2 separate regions of the Capra hircus genome follow, and region 2 is linked to region 1. The links are chromatin contacts, called in public Hi-C maps. All regions are on one chromosome and are shown on one strand. Each heading gives the region's core, a stretch centred on a gene start, on an enhancer-like site or on the middle of the called end of the contact. The rest is flanking DNA. Distances are from core to core; before and after follow the strand shown. Region 1 has its middle 52 kb from the start of LY96. Region 2 overlaps STAU2 (double-stranded RNA-binding protein Staufen homolog 2).

Region 1 (4,567 bases), core at 837-3,336:
ATGCAAGAGATGTAGGTTCGATCCCTGGGTCAGGAAGATCCTCTGGAGGAGGAAATGGCAACCCACTCTAGTATTCTTACCTGGGAAATCCTAAAGACAGAGGAACCTGGCAGGCTACAGTCCATGGGGTTGAAAAGAGTCAGATATGACTTAGCAACGGAGCACAGGAGAAACACACCCAGCCATCTACTTCTGGAAATTCAATATAAACATGTCTCCAATAATACAAGAATAAATGCACAAGATGATTCGTTGCAGCATTTTTTGTAATTGGAAAATATTGGAAACAATCTCAGTAACCAAACATAGAAGACTGGTTGAATAAACGTTGGTATATACACATGACGGAATTCTATGAGAGGGATTTCTATGAACTGAAAGGAAGGGATTCGAAAGCAAGTTGCAACTGAGCTCGTATGCCACAACTACTGAGCTTGTGTGCTGCAATTGCTAAAGCCCAGGCCCCTAGGGCCAGTGCTCCACAAGAGAAGCTACTGCAATGAGAAGCCTGTAACAAAGAGTAGCCCCCACTCACCACAGCTAGAGGAAATCCAGGTGCAGCAAGGAAGACCCAGGGCAACCGAAAGTTCAAAAAGAAGCAAGTTCCTAAGCATATGTAGAGTATGTTTGATGGACAGGAAAACCTAAAACATGATTTACCCTCTTGAAGAACTGTATAGTTTCTAATTTTAACTTGAGTATTAAATGTTCTTATGCATAGAGAGTTTATACAATATGGATCAAAATTAGAGATGAACCCAAACCCTCACTTTCCGTTTTAAAGTAAAGTTTTATTCATAGAGAATAGCAGAAGGTTAAGAATGTAAGAGAAAATTTTCAAGCTGACAATCCACTGAGTGCAAGATAGCTGAAACACAGGAGACAGATGCCATTTCTTCTTTTTTGTTAAAAGTAAGTTAATGTGGTTAATTCATGACTGCTTAAATGGCGTAATTTGCAAAGAGGGGGAAAAAGTGGTCATCTTTGCATTTTTAAAGGGGAATTACAAGGCAATGGGGTTTCCCTGGTAGCTCAGCAGTAAAGAATCCGCCTGCCAAGGCAGAGTTGCATAAGTCTATGAGTGTCTCAGCTTTGGATTGCCCCTGCACAAGCTCTTAGATGCTTGTTGCCCTCTACCCAGACACACCTCTTTATCTTTCTAAGAAGAGTACTGTCTGGTGATCTTTGTTCCCTAATAATTGCTATCAGGAATAGACATGATTCTCCATTCATTCAAAATATCTGTCCTGAGTTCCATTCAGTGCCAAGTGCTGTGCATGGAGAATAAAAATAGAAAACACTTCCCTGGCTGCCATGCCTTCACAGGTCTTGTCAGTTCAGAAATTAGAGAGGATAAAAAGTGAATCAAGCAAAGATCAAATGCGAAAGAGTGGCTTGATGCACTAACACTACCTAAAAATAAAAATCCCTCGGGGAACAACAGGTGAAAATGAAAACAAATAAAAACACAAAGGCTACAAAAAATGCCGATGACAAGGATAAAGAGAATGTTCCTTTCTATTTGTAGCACAGTGACTCAAAATTAAACAGACACTTGCATTTCTAGGTCTATTATTCAGAACATGTTATCCAAGTGTGAATAAATTAATGAGAAGCTTTAAAAGCCTTTAGCTCATATGCTTGGGTCCCAGCAAAAAACTTGACACATTTGAATTAGGGTAATTTAGTAAAGAAACAGTTTACAGAGGCCCAGGTGTGGGGAGACCATGGAGATTAGTGCAGGACTCAAGGGCTAGAAGAAGATGGGCTCTGTTACAGCTCTAGGTCAAGGGTAGGGGACCAGGGACAGGAACTGAGGGGGAGAGTTCTGTCTGATGGAAGCTGAGATTCCCCTACATCCTTTCTGCAGCGAGACTAGCCAGAAGTAAACCCACATGGAGAGGCTGCACCCTGCTACCTCCCTCAGATCCCAGTGGGGCTCCCTGATGGCTGAACACAGAGGAACCAAAAGGCGAGGAAGCAAGCTCCTTACAGGTCAGCTCCCAGGGCACAGAGGAGGGTGGAGAAGGGAGAGGTGAGCGGAAGATGTCCAGAACAACCCCATGATAGGAACTTGAATGTCAGCGTTGACAAAGACAGGGATCACCTTCCCAGCCAACGTCTGACAAAATCCTATTAATAGAATGGGTCATTTCATGGTTACTGAATTTGGATGACACACCTTGCCAGAACATCTACCGGAACTTCTGCCATGTATTAGGGGCACAATTCCCTAGTCAGTAAGGCAGTGTGATTTAAAGAAAAAGGATGCACAGACTCCATTTAACAGTCATGAATTAACCACATCAACTTGCATCACTTTTTTATCCTAATTTCTGAACCAACAAGCCTGTGAAGATGTGGCAGCCAAGGAAGTGTTTTCTATTTGTATCTTCCATGAACATGTGAGAAAAACCACTTCCATACTAACAGTAGACAGGAAGCTCTCCTGAATGTATTTTTGGTACAAGACCAGGAAACCCTTACTAAGAAAGTCAGGCTGTGTCGGACTCTTTCCTCTGTTCATGGCATTCTCCAGGCAAGAATATTGGAGTGGGTAGCCATTCCCTTCTCCAGGCCATACTAACAGTAGACAGGAAGCTCTCCTGAATGTATTTTTGGTACAAGACCAGGAAACCCTTACTAAGAAAGTCAGGCTGTGTCGGACTCTTTCCTCTGTTCATGGCATTCTCCAGGCAAGAATATTGGAGTGGGTAGCCATTCCCTTCTCCAGGGGATCTTCTCAGCCCAGATATGGAACCCAGGTCTCCTGCATTGCTAGCAGATTCTTTTACCACCTGAACCATCAGGGAAGCCTGTTATTAAAGAAGGCTTTGCTAAATCGTGAAGAGCAAGTTACAAATTTGCCTTCATAACCCTTAACTTTTTCTTTCAGCAATCCTCTGTCTCCTTTCCTACATGGCTGTTTGTGTGTTTGTTGTGTATTAGAAATTCACGGACTTTTGGGGTTGGTAAGCATGTTTCCTGACCCATTCATCCTCTGGGGATTTTCTATGTGAAAAGATTTTGTTCTAATTTAATGGAAGAACCAGTTTCCTCCCCCAGTTTCCATCCTTAAGGAGCCCCCTGGAATGACAGCACAGAATCAGAGGGTTCAAACAACATCATTTGGCTTCTTTTTTTGAGATAAGCACTGTTTTTTTTTTTTTTAAATTTTAATGAGTATCCACTGACTATGACCATGCATTCTATTTTTATTTTTTATGTTTTAAGTTTATTTTTTATGTTTTAAGTTTTTATATTGTAGTATAGTTGATTTACTATGTGATGCCAATTTCTTCTATATAGCAAAGTGACTCAGTTATACATATGTATATTCTTTTTCATATTCTTTTCCATTATGGTTCGTCACGGAATATTGAATATAGTTCCCTGTGCTATATAGTAGGATCCTACTGTTTATCCATCCTGTGTATGATAGTTTGCTGCTGCTAATCCCTAACTGCCAATGCTTCCCTCCCATCTCCCCACCCCTCTGGCAGGTTTGTTCTCTCTCTCTATAAATCTATTTTTGTTTTGTAGATACATTGATTTGTATTGTATTTTAGATTCCACCTGTAAGTGATATCATATGGTATCTGTCTTTCTCTTTCTGACTTACTTTGCTTAGTATGATAATCTCTAGGTCCATCCATGTTGATGCAAATGGCATTATTTTGTTCTTTCTATAGCTGAGTAGTATTCCATTGTATATATTTAACACAGCTTCTTTATCCATTTACCTGCCAATAGACATTTAGGTTGTTCCCATGTCTTGGCCGTTGTGAATAGTGCTGCTCTGAACATAGAGAGGGGTACATGTATGTTTTTGAATTATAGTTTTGCCTGGATATATGCTCAGGAGTGGGACTGCTGGATCATATGGTAGCTCTGTTTTTAGTTTTCTGAGGAACCTCTATACTGATTTCCACTGTGGCTGTACCAACTTACATTCTCACCAACAGTGTAGGAGGCTTCCCTTTTCTCCTCCCCCACTCCAGCATTTGTTATTTGTAGACATTTTAATGATGGCCATTCTGACTGGTGTGAGGTGGTATCTCATTGAAGTTTTGATTTTGACCATGCATTTAAAAATACTCACTATTGCTTATATATCATGACTTAAATAAGCCTAGATGTGTTAGTTGTATTTTACCATTTGACCTCCACAGCCGAAGAGGCAAGTCAAACAGTCTGCCCTCACAAGTGCTTCTGGCCCCATAGCTTATGCGTGAGCACAGAGCTGACCAGGCGCCTTTCTCCACTAGAAATAGTAGAGAGACTCAGTGTTGTGACTGAAGGATGGACGATCTCAGTGGATCAAATTGCTGGCCTCGTTTTGAAAGCCGGGTAAAGCATCGTGCTGGGTAACACAATCTTTGTGCACAAGACACAAGAGGAAAGCTTTCTGCTACCTGAGTCTAACGACAGAGAACTGGGAAATAAACTTTGGGAGTACTGGTCAGGCCTGGCTGTGCATCCTGGCTCAGCCACTAACTGTGTGACAAATGCCTCCATTTTCAACTCTGAAATACAGCTGATAATAATATTGACCAGCTTAGGTGGT
Region 2 (4,567 bases), core at 1,031-3,530, 290 kb before region 1:
CTCATTCTCGATGTTTCCATAGCGGTCTATGGAGACATCTATCACTCTGTTAGTTCCTTTTCTCTGTCTTCCTCCTCTAGCTGACTAGAGTCTACCATATTGTCTTTCACCAAATTATTTACTCTAACACAACATGTGGCAAAGAGGAGTCATCAGACAAATGTTTGCTGAATGAGTGCAATCTGGCAAAAGAGGAAAGTAAGGGAGGTCTAGGGCCTTGCCCAAGATCGTATGATCGAAGGCATCAGAACAAGGACTTGAACCAAATACTCTGACTATAATGGAAATAATTTTCCCTCTGAATCTTTGCCTTCAGGGAGCAACTCAATAAAATAACTGTGCTCTGAAGAGCAGTTTGATGGGACTAAACCCTGTTTCTCTAGGTTGACAAATTCTGGGATGAACAGATTACCTGGAACTTTTCTGAGAGCTATCCACAAACAAAAATGTGCTCCTCCTCTAGTACAAGCCTAAGGGCTACGTGGCCTGTGAGGTGTAGCAAATGGAAGACTGTGTTTTTGAAAATCAAGTCAAGCAGAGGAAAGATGAGACAAGAGCTAGAAAGACAGAAACGGAAAATGAGGAACAGCAACATGAAAGCCCTGCAGTTTACCATGCCTGAAGATTTCCCCAAGAGACTTCCAGTTACACATAGAGAAATTCCCTATACAGTTTGAGTTGTGGCCCTTTGACTATCTCCATCAGTAGACCAGGCGGCTTTCTGGCCATTAGTCCTGCAATAAGGCTTTTTTAATCTGTGAATACAAAAAAACTAATCAACTATTTGCAGGAAGGCTGATTTCAGCCATTCTACTCCTTGAGATAATGTCTGTAAGTCTTTATTACAAAAATATAAACAAAAGCATGAAATGTTCAGCAATCTTACATCTTGTACTGTCATATAAACTTCTGTGTACATTCAGCTTCATATCTGTCAGTTAACACTACCCCAAATGAGAAAGAAAAAGATGTTCTGGATGTGTTCATTTTCAAACATCTTGGGTACATTAGACGGAGACCCAGGTATTTCAGAATTCGAGCTGTATACCGAGTTTGCTCATGGATAAATCCTTTTCCCCCAATCAACATAAAATGAGGCAGGCTGGGGAGGGAGACCTTTTTATGAGCTCCTGTTTAGGCTTTTGAATAAGTTCAAGTGAGAAACCTCACCACAAAAGAATTTAAAAAAAAAAAAGGCATGAGTAATATCTAATTATTAAATAATATTATTTTAAACAGAAAATGAAAAGATCTTTTCAAAACTCCCTCTAAATGACACCTGCCTCTTCGACTTCTTAACCTTTCAGAACCTTTAGTAAAAAGCTACCAATTCATCTGGAGTCTGACAAAGAGAAGAGCGTCTCCTCTGACCTTTGGTTCCAAATCCCCTGTCACACACGCAGGTGTTGTCACCTGCAAATTAAGATCACATATGAAACCATAACGTTAACAGCCTAATGAATAATGAGTAGGTTTGCCCTTTTGTGAGCAGAGAGTGTTTAGGTTGAAACATGGTTTGGTTTTTACCAGTACTTCCTTTTTTTCTTTTTACCCTTTTTATGATCTGCAGAAAATTCTAAAGACTCTTCAAAAATCTGAAGGAAGAGTCCACTTGATCCATTAAATGGGAACTGCCTAAGGCATAATTGTTTGGAGAAGTCGTTAAAAAATTCTCACAGCCTCATGACAACCATGGAGTCAGACCTGAAACCAGAAATTGCCAAGAAAGGAAAAATGACAATGTTCTTAAGGTGGCACTAGTGGTAAAGAACCAGCCTGCCAAGGCAGGAGACATAAGAGACGCAGGTTCAATCCCTGGATCCGGAAGATCCCCTGCAGAAGGGCACGGCAACCCACTCCAGTATTCTTGCCTGGAAAAATCCCATGGACAGAGGAGCCTGGAAGGCTACAGTCCATAGGATCGCAGTCGGACATGACTGAAGCGACTCAACACAAATGCAGGCACTCACTTAACAGAAAATCTAAAATGGGAAAAAAATCAAACCAAACCACCTGTCCACAACGCAGGAGGCCTGGGTTCGATTCCTGGGTCAGGAAGATCCCTTGGAGAAGAAAATGGCAACCCGCTACAATATTCTTGCCTGGAGAACTCCATGGAGAGGGGAGCCTGGCGGGCCACAGTCCATGGGGTCACAAGAGTCAGACACAACTTAGCAACTAAACCACCATCAAACCACCTGACTCCTGTCACATCCTCAGAGCCCCACTCCTCTCCTCCAGGCCCAGGCCGGTCCAGCCACACTGGGCTCCTGGGGGTGGCATCAAGGCACCAGGCTCTGTGCTGCTGTCTCTTCTGCCTCAAAGCTCTCCCCTCTACCACAGCATTCACACTGCTTATTCCCTCTGCTCCTGGGCCTGGATCAAAACAGCCACCTCACCTAAGACAGAAACTACTGGCTGATTTTTTCATTGCTTTAGCATTAGACTGCTTTCATTTAAAAGTAGTAAGTTCACTAATCAAAAACTTTACTTCAAATAAAGGACTACAGATATCAAAATACATTAAGCTTTAAATATAATATTCTCTTGATTATTCAGTATAGTACATTAAAAGAAAAGTATCTTATAAGTATAAAATTGACAAGGTGTTCCTATCTCAGGTGATCAAACCTATCTGTTGTGCTCAAGTAGGCAAGTGGTTGTATTTATATTCGGTAACCTCAGACTGATGAGAAAGGCAAGGGTATGTAACAGAAAAAAGGGAAGCAAAGCAACCGAAAGAGAAACGGCACGTCTCTCCTGCTTCCCATGCAGCGGGGACACCAGGCTGAGGGCTGGTGTGCTCCAGTTAGACAGAAGAGGACGAGAACAGAACAACATCCAAAGGAGACAAGGAGAGCTAAGAGCTCAGTCCAAAAGGGCAAGAGGAAGATGGTCAATACTCTCGGACAGCATTACCCGAGGGGAAAAGATGGACTACAAGTCACCAACTGCAGGTTTCAGCAGGGCAGACAAGAGAGGAATCAGCTACTTGGTGGACAAGAGACTTCACACCACAAAGACCACATGAGCCAGCACTAAGAGGGGGATGGGGAGAGAGGCACCCTCCCTTCTCACCAGGACAATAATGTAAATCCCCACCCCAGGTACACTGGAGAGGAAAGAGAAAGGGGCAGAAGTTTTTCTTAGAGAACTTGAACAACAATATTTAAATGGGCCATTTCAATTTGAGTAGGTCTGAATCTTGAATGGTAATTTTTCCACTACCAAGCAAGACACCAGAAAGTATTAGATTATCTATTGATAATAACTTCTCCTATCTGAATGGTAATAATTTGTCAGCAAACATACAAAATGCTTTTAAAAGCAACAGCATCCCAACACTAAAAGGAATGATAATTACGTGACTGGAGAGAGGTTATAAGCTAACACTACAATGGCACCCATACTGCTATATAAATGCATCAAAGCAGTGTTCTCTATACCTTAAGCTTACACAGCATTGTACGTCAATTATGCCTCAATTAAAAAAATTTTTAAGCATCAACAAATATCTGATCAAACATGAAAAAGAATTTCTTAGGCATAGAAGCAGTGGGAAAAATCACACCAAAAATTTTATAGATTATGCTGTATAACATTTAAAACTGGAGTACATTAAAAAACAAAACTAAAAAAGCCAATTTTTAAAAAACAGGAAAATCAAACAAATATTCTTAATGCTAATATCCTCAACACACAAACATCTGAAGACAGATTAAGCAATGCAATCAAAATTAGCCGATTAAAATGGATAAGTAACTAATAAATATTTATTTAAAAAACTGTTGAGCCTAACAGGTTATCAATAAAACCAAAAAATTTAAACATACCACTTTTTAACTATCAAGACTGTGTTTTAAGCTCAATGCTGTCAGAATAGTATGAAATATGCTATAAGAAATTGGTATAAACTTTAATGTAATTGGGTAATATATTATTCTTTTTAACCCAATACTCCCCTTACTGTAATCTATCTTAAGGAAATAATCAATAATGTAAACCAAAACTTGCATATAAAGATTTTTTTTACTGAAACATCATTTATAATTGTCAAAAAAAGAGGGAGGAACAATCTAGATGATCAAAAACAGGTGTTTTTTAATATACTTATCAAGTATTCCTTGTTTACACTTGACTAAATATTTGTAAAGTATACCTCAGCCATATGAATATAGCCATCAAAAATGTTTTTCAAAGGTCAAAGATATGAAAAATGATACCTATATTAAGTGAAAAGAAGGTGTAATACTCCATGTTCAAAATGAAAAATGATATATTCATACGAAGAACATTATTCAGCAATTTAAAAAATGGTAGAACCTAGGTAAAAGTAACATGGATGAATCCCAGAAATCAAAAAATAAAAACAAACAAAACAAGAAAACCATTATATGAAGTGAAAAAAGCCAGACACAAAGAATAAATGCTGTAGGAGTCTATCTATGGAAGTTCAAGGACAGGCAAAACTAATCTATGGAGATAGAAGAGTGGTTATTACTTCTGGGAGGAGGAGTACCAAGTGTAAATAGGTGTGAGGAAACTCTCAGGGGGATGGAAATGTTCG

What was found. A called contact is a pair of places that touch in the nucleus more often than the background predicts.
Region 2: a Hi-C map of liver shows a contact between it and region 1, with 6 times the contacts expected there. The contact joins two enhancer-like sites. A contact is called at or near these places in 2 of 5 Hi-C or Micro-C datasets (blood and liver).

The regions. Positions count from the first base shown.
Region 1 is chr14:44,807,075-44,811,641 of ARS1.2, reverse strand. No RefSeq gene overlaps it. Among named protein-coding and RNA genes, the nearest start is that of LY96, 52 kb to the left of the region's middle. Within about 2 kb of position 2,086, at least 1 of the 5 cell types and tissues checked has an H3K27ac peak or open chromatin away from gene starts, as enhancers often do.
Region 2 is chr14:45,092,309-45,096,875 of ARS1.2, reverse strand. All of the region lies in intron 4 of STAU2 (double-stranded RNA-binding protein Staufen homolog 2), which reads right to left. Among named protein-coding and RNA genes, the nearest start is that of STAU2, 53 kb to the right of the region's middle. Within about 2 kb of position 2,280, at least 1 of the 5 cell types and tissues checked has an H3K27ac peak or open chromatin away from gene starts, as enhancers often do.